Linked DNA regions of Zea mays: all the other regions are linked to region 2. A link is a contact called in public Hi-C data. All regions are on one chromosome and are shown on one strand. Each heading gives the region's core, a stretch centred on a gene start, on an enhancer-like site or on the middle of the called end of the contact. The rest is flanking DNA. Distances are from core to core; before and after follow the strand shown.

Region 1 (3,221 bases), core at 366-2,865, 130 kb after region 2:
ACAGTCCGATGCACCACCGGACAGTCCGGTGATTTTTAGTCGTTCGCCGTCGTCGAGACCCGAGAGTAGCCAGTTGACCAGACTCCAGCCTGGCGCACCGGACACTGTCCGGTGCACCACTGGACAGTCTGGTGCACCTAGACTGCGCAGAGTCTTGGCTGCTCCAGCAAGTCTTTTCCGTTTTGTCTTTTCTCTGATTCTAGCACTTAGACAAATATGTTAGTACACAAAAACTAATGTACTAAGTCTAGAATCATACCTTGTATCTTGATTTTCACTGCTTGAGTCTTTGGCACAATTGAACACTTAAACCATTTGTGTTGGGCACTTAATCACCAAAATACTTAGAAATGGTCCAAGGGCATATTTCCCTTTCAGTAAGGTAGTCCTCCACTAGATTTCCTAATTAGTAAGCCAAGGTGTCCCATTCCACCCTTGTGGTAGCACGGTTATCTCAAGTTAAGCTCCATGTTCCAATTAACATGATGATCTTGTCATGAACAATAACTAAAACAACAACATAATTGGAATATGGTCATAATTCAAATGTAACATTAATCTCAAGACCAGGTAGAGCAATAGCATGTCTACCCAATAGTTCAGTTGTCTGCAAGGGGTGGGGTAAACAAACTAGGGAAACCTATTAGGTCCCATCAAATTAACCTAAGCATGTCACATTGATGAACAAGAATATTATTAGGTAAAGAAGAGTGATCAAGGGCATAACTTGCCTTAGACTTGGGATCCCAGATACTTCACCAAATTGGTCTCCGGGTGACCCGTAACCTCGCTGGTACTAGTAGCAATACATACAAATAGACAAGAAGTACATAAAAATAACATTATACCAAACATGAGAACAAACACCATAAGAATATTCTACGCGCTGCTACGAGATTGTGGGTTCGAGAATCACTAGAATCAGAGTTATGGTTCAAAAGATTTAGTTTTCTGAAGTTTAGGTGTTTAAACAATAAAACTATATTATATGTTGATTAATAAAATAACGTGAGAAAATACATTAAGGAAATAACTAATTCAACAGTAATTTAAGTTATATCTTAATTGGAAATCATATCTTCACCACTTATGGAGGAATCGATTATAATATCACATTTAACCTGTATTAGAAAAGTTAATTTGATAACTAGAGATTAATTAATTATTTTCAAGAATATGTTTCATGACAAAATAAAGTTACTAAAGTGTAGGCAAAATCATTATGAAGATAACACAACTTGAGCGGGTCAAATTAGAGTTAAAATGAAATAGTTATGAATTCCCTAGGTTCTCTATAATTTTTTATACAAAAATCATTTTCTGTATTTAGTTTACAAATTCCTGGATTCGCTGGACTATGGACACTATTTACAGAAGTTCGGGGGTCTGATCTGAAAGAAAACGGACTTGGTGCAATGGTTCTACTATAGCCATGAACTGTGGGTTAAATATAATAAACCACATAGACTCTTTATTAAGTTTGCCACGGTCGGACGGGTACGGGCACAGGTGGTCCGCTAGATCTAGATTCGATGGCTACAGATAGATTATGAACTTGTATCTCTTGCTAGCCCTAGGTTCCGAGATCGATGGTTCTGATTTAATTACTTAGATCACTAGTCCCGACCGCCCAATTGAGATCGAACGCCCGAGATAACCCCAAGGCGAAACGGTACGACTCCCCTAGTCACAACCACTGATCCCCAGAACGACGGCCAACATCTTTCTTCCACCTCCCGCAACCCACACGCGGTAGCACCGCCGATCCGAGGCCTAGATTTCGCCAGAGATGCGCTCATCCGAGCTTCTAGGGCCTAATCCGAGCGCTACCGGGAGGAGGGCAAACGCTGGTGTGAACATGAAGGGGTGGCGTACCAGTGCACAGCGCGGCGAAAACCCCATCCGCAGAGCAGTGTGATCCCCTGACGAAGCTTCATCGTCGGCAAGCAATTGCCAGCCCTCCGATCGATCACCCCTCCAAACAACGCCACAGACACATCCGCCAGGATAGGCCGAGCCTCCCTGGCCGTGTTCTTAACTCAGACGACGGCACTCCCTCCGATTGGCCAGCGGCAACAACCTTCACTCCGCCCAGCGGCAACTCTCCCTCACGTTGGCGTTCATGGCCGACAAAACTGGTTTCAAGGAACAGGTGGCCAGGGGAGGTGACCTTATAGCGTAGAGACGCGGGGAGAGTCCACGCGGTTGGTCCACCGACGAGATTTCCTCGCACGGCCATGCCGAGGTTGTTACGACAGGGCATGGTGGGCGTTGTCCCATGCCCCACCACTCGGTGCCCGCGCGTGCGCAGCAGAGAAATTTCTCCTGGATCCATGTGTCAGCGCGAGGGTGTTTGACAGACGGCCCCCGCCTGTCGGCCCCTACGGCCATGCAGGCTGAGCGCGCGCGCAGTGGCACCATGGAGGGAATGGGCTAACGCGTGGGACCCAATCGTCATTGAATGGGAGCGCGCGAGGCAGCGGGATTTGGGCCGCGTGAGATGAGTTTGTGGTGATGATGGGTCGTCTGGTGATGTGCAGACTGGGCCGAAGAGGGGAAAACAGCCCAAGTATCTATTCTCTTTTCTTTTTCCTTTAATCTTTTCTGTTTTCTTATTTGCCAAATTCAATTATGAATATATTTTGGATTTTCAAACTCAAATTAGATGCAGAATAAAAAAACTCAGCTTGTGATGCAATATTCATATTATTTTATGTATTCATTTATTTAATATCCTACATAAGCAAATGCTTTTGGATATGTAGATCACACATAATTATTTTAAGAAAAATAGTTTCTCTATTAATAGATGCTCTAACATTTATCCTTATATAATACTTATAAATTTCAACAAAGGATAATTTATATAAGAATACTTTTATTGAATCTTCATTATAAAACATTTATTTTAGGAGATGAGACTTCAAAAGTTATGAGAATTCTAAAAAAATATTCTAATTCAAAATCTTTGGAAAATTTTACTATCTTCTCAAAATGAGTGTTGGGGTGTTACAGAGAGGTAGTTGAATGTCTTGGTATTTGGGAGTATTGCTACTGGTAGGTTTGGGCTATGGTCTTCACTGGTTGGTTCGGCATTGTTCTTGCCATTCTTTCTTTGGTCTCCTTTGTGGCCGGACAATCCTTGGTGGACTGCCTAACGTCTTTGCCAAGGAAGGCATAGTACAATTTTCTATCTTGCGTAGGCCTTTGCCTCGCCCGTG
Region 2 (2,970 bases), core at 435-2,934:
TCCATCGTCAGCCATGGTTCAATTATGAAGAGACGCTGCCAGTATTCTTTCTTATATGCACCGCGTTGTCCAATTTTCGCTAGTCACTTTTACGCAATTTTTTGTGTTCATTTACGGTCCATTTAGCTTGTTCATGCATGCACGGAGATATTCTCGGAAACGTGACTACAACCCGGGCGATTTTATCTCGGTTTGTTATGAAACAGTTTTTGTATTTACGCTACTAAATAAAATCGGTTACGCAATATTCTCTATATATTTATGGATCGAATTTCCGCTGACATGCATACCATGCGATATTATCGGAAACTACCATTTATCGTTTGTGATTTTCTCGTGTATCTCGTTCGCGAAACAGCTCAACAGTTTACGCTAAAAGATGAACCGGTTTATGCTTTTTTCGCAAATGATTTACGCTTTGGTCCGACCGGACCAGAAGACCTGCGGGCTGCCCCAATCCGCTAATTGGCTAGGGCTTCTCGTTACTAATGGAAGCCTTGGACTTCCACTAGCTCGACACTATACACACAAGCCAATCGAATCAATCCAACTGTTTTATTTTACCTTATGCATTAGTTTATTTCAATCCAAAAATCTGGGGCAACTCAAGTTTATATAGGATGATCTGGTATTGCACCCCGATCGAGTAGAGCCATTTTACTCAATATTGTTTTAAGTCTTTATTTGGTTGTTCACATTCTCAATTCTAGTATTTTTTTCGCTATGTTCTCTAACCAGCTTTTAGTATATATCTAGCTACTAGTTGGCGTTTGTACTCATCGTGAAATTTTCAGGGCATATGATCACGCTCAGGGATGAAATTGGTAAGGAAGCCAAGATCATCTTTGAGTGAAAATCCATTGGTGTCTATTTACTTCTCTTGCGGTCGCCTTAATTATTATTTATTTTATTATATTTTGTTTTATCACTTAAAACTGTTTGAGTATGACTTAAAAATTTACGGCGTCATATATTTAAGAACTAAGGAGTACCATATATATGCACGGACACTTATCTATACGAGTAGATGCTTACACGCCCCGCCCTAACTACTTGTATGAGAAATTTCGTAAGAGATTGATGAGACCAGACTAATAACAAAGCTTAAAATTGTTAAAGACTCGTTTCTGACAAGAGCGCTCACAGAAAGTCGTTGAACACAACCAACCAGGTGAGCCACTCTGATTTCCTGATCTGTTCATAGGCAAGACATTCCGGTGCGCATGGCACGTGACGCGATAGGGACATCAATGGAGCTCGGGCCTTCGGCGGCGTCCCTCTGATGGTTACGTTCCGGATGGTATCGAAACGATCTGAAATCTGCAGCGTTTTGAGGACCACATGATCGATCGAAGCTCTGCAGGCTACTACAAACTACAGTCGACGGCGGCGTGTGCGTGTCCCGACGAATAAAATAAACCAGCGGTTTTGACGCCTTCGCCCTTCAATTCGGCGGTGCCCATCAAGCTGGAGCGGTAAATCTTGGCCACCCATAAAATAATGGCGGAAACGGTTCCATTCAAGAATTTGTGCCGAAGGAAACAAATTCCGCAGTCAACCTAGGCTCTGGCTAACCCATGTCCCAGTTCCCACTGTCATCGCCTCTCTCCTTTCCCTCCCTATATATATATAAACCAACCCCCCTGCAGGTTGGATGGAGTCTTCATTTTCTCCATTACGTGTTCCCAGCTGCATGCCGCAAGTGTCAAACTCCAATTAGTCACCAGCCTTGCTTGCTTGCTTGTCCCAGCTAAGCCGAGGACAGGACACGCGAAGAAGAGGAACGATCAGTCACCAGCCTTGTTTGACATCCTGAGCAGCTTCATCTCCTCCTCCTGGCAAGTTTCTTGGCAAGCTGGTGCTCAAACAATGGCGTGTTAATTAGGAATAGGATAGAACAGGATCGTTGCATCACGCAGCCAAGGAGACATGGCTAGGAGCAGAGAGGTGGCGGGCTGGGGCACGGTGGCCGGAGGAGGCGGCGCGGCGGCCGTGGAGAAGGCGGTGCGGTGCCTCGGCAGGGGCGTCGACATGACGGGCGACCTGAGGCTGAAGCACTGCAAGGACGCGGGGGGCTGCCTGGTCGTCCGGAGCGCCGGGAGGAAGGCGGCGGAGAAGGCCGTCGTGCCGGGCTTCGGCGTCGTCGCCGACCTGCCCGCCGACGTCAGGTGCGGCAAGGGCGACCGGATCAGGTTCAGGTCCGACGTGCTCGAGTTCAACAAGGTTGGTTTGTTCTTCCTGCTGCCAAGTTTCTTTCTTGCGTACTGGAGTAGGGAGGGGGTGGGGAAAAAAAACAAACAAAGTCGTCGAAGCTGAAAGCGTAATTTCTTGAGTTCGATTTTGCGATGTTGACCTGGTGGTGCAGATGTCGGAGGCGTTCAACCACCGGAATTCGCTGGCGGGGAAGATCCCGTCGGGGCTCTTCAACTCCTGCTTCGACCTGGAGAGCGGCTCGTGGGCGGAGGACGCCGCCGCCACCAAGTGCCTCGCCTTCGACGGCTACTTCATCTCGCTCCTGGACCTCCGCCTCGACTGCCGGCCGCTCGCCCTCGCCGACCACGTCGTCGGCGACGTGCCGGCGGCATGGGACCCGGCAGCCATAGCAAGGTAAAATAATGTGGGTTTCCAATTCCAAGGGTGCGATGCGAAATCGTCCCCCACATGCTTGTGCCACGTGGTGTGTGAAAAAATCGCACAGCAGCCGGCGAGTTGAAAGCTTCCTGCAATGCCAGGACTTATTAGACCTGTTCAAACCTTCCAGGCCCCCTGAACCGAAAATTGTGACTGTGAGCATGCAGTTTCATCGAGAGGTACGGGACCCACATCGTTGTCGGGCTGGGCTTGGGTGGGCAGGACGTGGTGTACGTGAAGCAGGACAGGTCGTCTCCGCTGTCCCCGTCCGAGATCAAGGAGCACCTCGACAGGCTCGGTGACCAGCTCTTCACCGGGACCTGCACCCTGCCCCCTTCC
Region 3 (2,828 bases), core at 87-2,586, 170 kb after region 2:
GAAGCACCGTGCAGAAATGGGAACAGCGCAATCCCCGCAAGAACCAGTGTGGCAAACCTTCTCGCAGCGATGCCTTTTGCAAGGCAGCAGCTGTTCACAAGGGCGGCCACAGGTAACAGGCGTGCTCCGGTCCGCACACCGCCGCCCGATGATCTCCTTCCCGCAGGGGCAAGGTCGATTCGGAGCAAATGCTTTGCATGGCGGGCACGGGCCCGGATGGCACTGAAGGACGCAGACGTGCGGGCACCTGGTGGCGTCAACATCCTCACCCTTGGCGCAAAGGGGTTCCGCCCTCTCGAGGGGCTTGGAGCAGGGCTCGCCGCAGGAGTGGGGTGTGAGGAAATGGTCGTTGGGGGGATCTCTCTGGCGCCCGCAGAAGCAGGTGTAGGCGAGGTCGCGGGCCAGGGTGGCGTACACGGACTGACACCCCGGGCAGCGCCAGGAGAGGGAGGCGGGGTCTGCTGCCGGGGATGCGTCGGCGGCGGAGGCCGGGGAGCGCACCCACTTGCGGATGCAAGGGAGGTGGAATATGGAGAAACAGCTGCCGCAGGACCAGATGGGCGCCGACCGCCGCACCATGTCGTAGCAGATCATGCACTCCACCGCGCCGCGGGCGAGCTTGTCCTGGATCTCCTGCACCAGCTGCGGCACCGCCCCATCGCCCCGAGTCTCCACCGCCGCAGGCGCCGGTGCGTGCTCACGGGCAGGGGCAGGCGGCGCGGGAGCCGGCCTCTCCGGCGGCGGACCGCGGCGACGGTGTCCTGCGTTGTCGTTTTGCTCCTGAGGCGCGGCGGGGCGGTGATTCTGGTTGTTGCCGTGGTTGGAACGGCGCGAGCGGCGGCGGGGCGGGCGGGCCTCCGGGGCTGAGCTAGGGAGGGGCAAAATCGGGCCGGCGGCGGCGGGGCCCGCGGCGGAGCCGGGGGAAGAGGCGGCGGGGCGGGCTCGCCACACACGGGAGGCGGTGGCCACGGGTCCACCTCCGCGGCGGCGATCGGTGGAGGGCTGCATACGGCGGCGGGAGGGGAGGAGTAACCCTAGGGTTGCGGCGCCGCCCGCCGTCGGGTCTGGGTTAGCGGTGGGGTATGGAAGAGTGTTGGTGAAGGGGGTGGAGTGCGGTGGGGGTGGGGGGAATGGATACAGCGGCGGAGGAGGATAGTGGTGGTGAGTAACGGGAGGGGTGGGAGGGTATTTGATTGGGAGGAGCCTTGGAGAGGACGGCGATCCGGCGAGGGGGATGGGGGAAGAGGAAGGAGAGAGGAGGCCTGGTTCTGTCCGCGGATGGTTCGAGATGACGAGGTGTATGGTGCGATACGATCGGGTCGGTTCAGTTCTGCGGCGGTGACGTCACCACGTGTGTATTACTCCCGGCCTCCGGCCTCCGGCGTTGCTGTGGTACCGATAGATCGGGACATCGTCAATTGTCAACTAAAACTCAAAAAAGAAAAAAAAAAGGTGTTGTAAAAAAAATCGATTCGTACAGAGAAACCAAAAAGTGTGGAGATATATATTGCACTTCGTTCCTTCTTAAATATTTAATAATATAGGTTTGAACACGAAATTTAAAAAGAAATCAAAAGCGCTAATGGGTGGAAAGAGAGAAGTAAAGATGAAGATCTAATGAGAATATAAAATATTAGAAAAAATTAAAATTAAGATTAAATATTTTAAAACAAACTTTAAATTGTAAAATATGAATTATTTAAAAATATGGGGAGTATGCCTACACTCTCATTCTGCCAGACGCATACTCCCACTTTTGTTTTTCGTTTCAGAAAAGCTGTTTTTGTTCTGTCATAGTCAAAGCAGGAAACTTGGGCGCCACGGACATGGAGGCATCTCGGAAAACCGGATCCGTACGTTACTTTTATTCTGGTCGTGCCCCTCGGGGTGCTCCACACCACTTCCAACGAGAATCAATTTCACTAACGCCCCGTTTGAATTATTGGAATTGAATTTCATTCTAATAATAGTAATTTATGCATATATCAATTAAGCTAATTTATTTTTATACAAAATATATTTATATACTATTATTAGCAAGATGTCGGAGATATTTATGTGCTATATTTTTACTATAGAGGAGTGAGACAAAGAGTGTCACTTAAGTTATAGAGTAGAAACAAATTCTACTACTGTATAAAATCATTTCCCATCTCCCAACCCATGAATTTGAGATAGACTAATATCTGAACTTTGGAAAGCGGTGGAATGTCAAATTCCAAACTAAATAAGTTATTTTATTTAGTGAATTCCAATTCCTCTAAAATGAAGGGATCCAAACGCCCCGTAAGCATTTTCAGTTTTAATTTAATCAAAAAATTACATTTTCAGTTTTAATTTAATAAAAAAATTAGAATAATATATGTGACGACATGTATTTATATATGTGTATCACTACTCATCACATAAGTAGTAATCAACAGTAAAATATACATAAATGCTAAGAATAAAGTGTATCCTACAGAGGGACCGATGCTCAAGGCATTAGTGGCTCTATTCACATGAGACATCTCGTGTGTATGTTCGATGTAGTCGTACGCAGTCAACACAGACATATGTACGCAGTGCAGTCCCTCGAACGGCGCCGACGACGAGGAACTTTATCAGTGCTGGTCGAGCGGACGAAGCGAGCAGACGCGAGTACGCTCTCCAAAAACCTGATCGCTCGCACACCATGCAAGTGTCTCTCTGCGGACGGCGGTTTCGGAGGCCTGCTCTCCCACACTCTCTGTGCTCGTAGAAGGTGAGATGAGAATGGATGTGTGCAACACGTCTGAGACTGTACAAGCGTATTATGCTATCAAGCTAGAAGCAGCTTCCCTTCCTCG
Region 4 (2,918 bases), core at 257-2,756, 250 kb before region 2:
TTGCGGCTGGGATGCTGACGCACAGTCTGTTCACCGTCAGCTGAATGTCGCATAGTGATCTACGGGAAAAAAACATTATGCATGTGGGATGCAAATCCATCTATTTGAAGCCCTTTACATTCACTACCTGCAGACTCACGAACAGACATCAAAACCTTTGACTGTTTGCTCTTTTTTTATATGTTCGTGTGTGACAGATGTGAGGGAATATAAGGAGGTGTTTAGTTTTTAGAGACTAATTTTTAGTTTCTCTATTTTAGTTACTATAGTTACTAAATTGTAAAATACGAAAACTAAAATATAGTTTCATTTTATATATTTAACAATTTAGAGACTAAAATTAAATAAAATGGAGGGGTTAAAATTTAGTGGCTATAAACCAAACATCCTCTAAATTGATGAGTGTATCCCGGATGCATAGGATTTTTGGCTGATCCACAGCCTCAGCCGACGCGTCAAATCGACCAACCCAAAGGCTTTAAAAAGTAAAAGAAAATTATTGGAGATTCACATTCACCGCTGGAGCTTCAAATATTATAAGCAGAGGATGAACGTTTTTATATAAAAACAATAGAACTAAGGGTATGAATTTAGAAAACCGAAAACAATATTGGTTTGGGGTGGTAGACTCGCAGTCGATCAATTGTGGGGCGATTCGGCGGAGCCATACGATCGGAGGAAACCGAGAAATCTAGCGCGCCGCGTCGCTTCGCCGCCGCCAGCTTCCAGAACAACCGACAGCCAGCGCGCGAAACTGGAAGCTTCGAAAGCAAATTAACGATATCGCGTGGACAGCAGGGAACAGCGTCGATCACGTACCTGTTGTCGGGGTGGATGACGAGGTCGTGGAGGAAGCCCTCCGCGGCGCCTTCCCCGGCGAGCGGGCGGCGCCTGCGCCGGCGCGGGCGGAAGCGGCCGAGGCGGAGGTCGGAGCCGAAGAGCGCGAGGCGGCTGCCACGGGAGGAGGCGATGTGGTCGCACACTTCCTCCACCTCGTACTCCTCCGAGGACTCCTCCTCGGGCTCCGTGCCGCCCTCCGCCACCCTACGCTTCGACCCCAGCCCCATCACCATTATCGCAGCTTCGTTACCAACGGCTTGCAGCGGCAGCGATAGGAAGGAATCCCGAGCGGGGCAGTGATGGCGGTGGCACTGTGGCAGGAGATGGTGACGGTGGGGGCCACGGTCGTCGGGCGGCTGCGAGCGTGCGGCGTGCGTTTGAACTTGCAGGGGGGCGGGGCTGCCATTTATAGGCGGAGAGGCTGAGCTCACGGAACGATGGGGGCAAAGCTGCTGAGCACTGAGCAGGGCAAGCCGTGAAAGGGTTTAAACCGCGGCGAGGAAACCAGCAAGGGAAAAGGGGATAGATGCGTCGTCCTCCGGTGATAGGCGGTGATGTGGGATGGACGGCACGGCAGGCGGGGGACTCCTAACCCTGGCCTCTGGGGATGCCGGGAGAGCGAGGGGCCGGGAAGGCAAAACCAAAGGGGTTTGTATCACTGGTGGATAGACCGCACGGCAGAGGCGGGAGACTCATAGCCCTGGCCCCTGGGGATGCCGGGAAAGCGAAGGGCCGGGAAGGCAAAACCACAAGGATTTGTTTCATGGGATGGGAGATGTATTTATTTAGTTTTCTTGCTTAACTAACGTAATGTGTCTATGTACTTATGTGTGACCTTTGATCTATGTTTCATAATCATAGGTGTTTTTTTCTAACTTTTTTTTTTGAAAAAAATGCATCCTCTCTTAACCCTTTTCAATGCAACACCACTTAAAATAATTAGTATACAGTGCATGCTAACGCTACGATCCCATGTAGGATAGGGATCGACGACGATTATGACGATAACGGCGCGAGAGAAAGGGTTGACGGCACGGCGGCGGTGACACGGATGAGGAGAGGGGATGGCGGGGACGCGGAGGGAGATGAAGCGATGATAGATGATCTAAATAATATTGTCCATTGCATTTGAGTGAGTAAGGAAGAGAGGTTTATATAACAATTTGAACCGTTGTTTTGATGATGTGTTAAGTTTAGGTATAATTTATTTGGTGAATTTTGTGGAGGCCATGGGTGTAAGGATAATTTGGTTTGGTGGGTTTTACAAAGTTTAAAGTGGTGGATTATATAATGAGGTATAGATTAGATGTTGTATGTTTGTGTGTATGGATATAAAAAAATGAATTTACTAGCTATGTCATAGACTAGTCATACATTAAATTAATCTTATATAATAGAGTAGGTTATTTGTCTTGGTATTAGACATAGTAAACCAAGCTATGTCACCATAATTTTATATATAGTTTTCTTCTCTTACATATTAAACTCTTAAATTATTTGATATGCCACCAAAAGATCCTATATTGCGCTCATTAATTATATACTCACTCCCACATTAAGTAATAAGACATTTTAATGTTTCAATACGATACTTTTAAGTATGTTTCTATATATATTGTATATCTAATTACATAATAATATTTTATATATCGAGAAAAGTTAAAATATTTTATATATTAAAATAGAAGAAGTACAATATGATATAATAAGAATAATCTTAGGCTCCGTTGGGATCCGTGGAATTGAATTTCACTATAATAATCATAATTTATGACATATATTAATTAAGCTAAAAAGGTTTTTATACATAATTTATTTATATGCTATTGTTGACTATATTGGGGAGGTATATATATGCTATATTTTTACTATATGGGAATGAACCGAAGAGCGTGTTACAAATTGTAGAGTAGAAACATAGAATAGTGATAAATAAAATTAATTTCCACCCATCATCTTATGAATTTGAGATAGACTTTTATCTAAACTTTAGAAAGCGATGGAATGTCAAATTCCAACAAATAACCTACTGAAAGGTAAATAAGGTTAACTTTTTCCCACAATTATTTTTGGTGGTT

What was found. A called contact is a pair of places that touch in the nucleus more often than the background predicts.
Region 1: a Hi-C map of leaf shows a contact between it and region 2, with 4 times the contacts expected there. The contact joins the enhancer-like site here to the promoter of LOC100192049 in region 2. A contact is called at or near these places in 6 of 25 Hi-C or Micro-C datasets (bundle sheath, ear, endosperm and 2 more).
Region 3: a Hi-C map of leaf shows a contact between it and region 2, with 2.9 times the contacts expected there. The contact joins the promoter of LOC103629098 here to the promoter of LOC100192049 in region 2. A contact is called at or near these places in 6 of 25 Hi-C or Micro-C datasets (bundle sheath, ear, leaf and 1 more).
Region 4: a contact with region 2 is called in a Hi-C map of leaf, with 4 times the contacts expected there. The contact joins the promoter of LOC103637774 here to the promoter of LOC100192049 in region 2. A contact is called at or near these places in 8 of 25 Hi-C or Micro-C datasets (bundle sheath, ear, leaf and 2 more) and 1 of 3 datasets of contacts at active chromatin or transcription factors (leaf).

The regions. Positions count from the first base shown.
Region 1 is chr9:2,185,971-2,189,191 of Zm-B73-REFERENCE-NAM-5.0, forward strand. No RefSeq gene overlaps it. Among protein-coding and RNA genes, the nearest start is that of LOC103639653, 25 kb to the right of the region's middle. Within about 2 kb of position 1,616, at least 17 of the 20 cell types and tissues checked have an H3K27ac peak or open chromatin away from gene starts, as enhancers often do. A contact at or near this core is called in bundle sheath, ear, endosperm and 2 more, where this site is marked.
Region 2 is chr9:2,054,367-2,057,336 of Zm-B73-REFERENCE-NAM-5.0, forward strand. LOC100192049 (MACPF domain-containing protein) reads left to right here and starts at 1,685. Exons shown (of 8, transcript NM_001365510.1): 1 at 1,685-2,223; 2 at 2,366-2,607; 3 at 2,799-2,970. The coding sequence starts at 1,930.
Region 3 is chr9:2,220,260-2,223,087 of Zm-B73-REFERENCE-NAM-5.0, forward strand. LOC103629098 (NF-X1-type zinc finger protein NFXL1) reads right to left here and starts at 1,337. Exons shown (of 1, transcript XM_008650302.3): 1 at 1-1,337. The coding sequence starts at 1,008.
Region 4 is chr9:1,799,883-1,802,800 of Zm-B73-REFERENCE-NAM-5.0, forward strand. It overlaps LOC103637774 (potassium channel KOR1), which reads right to left and starts at 1,507. Exons shown (of 12, transcript XM_008660831.3): 1 at 820-1,507. The coding sequence starts at 1,073.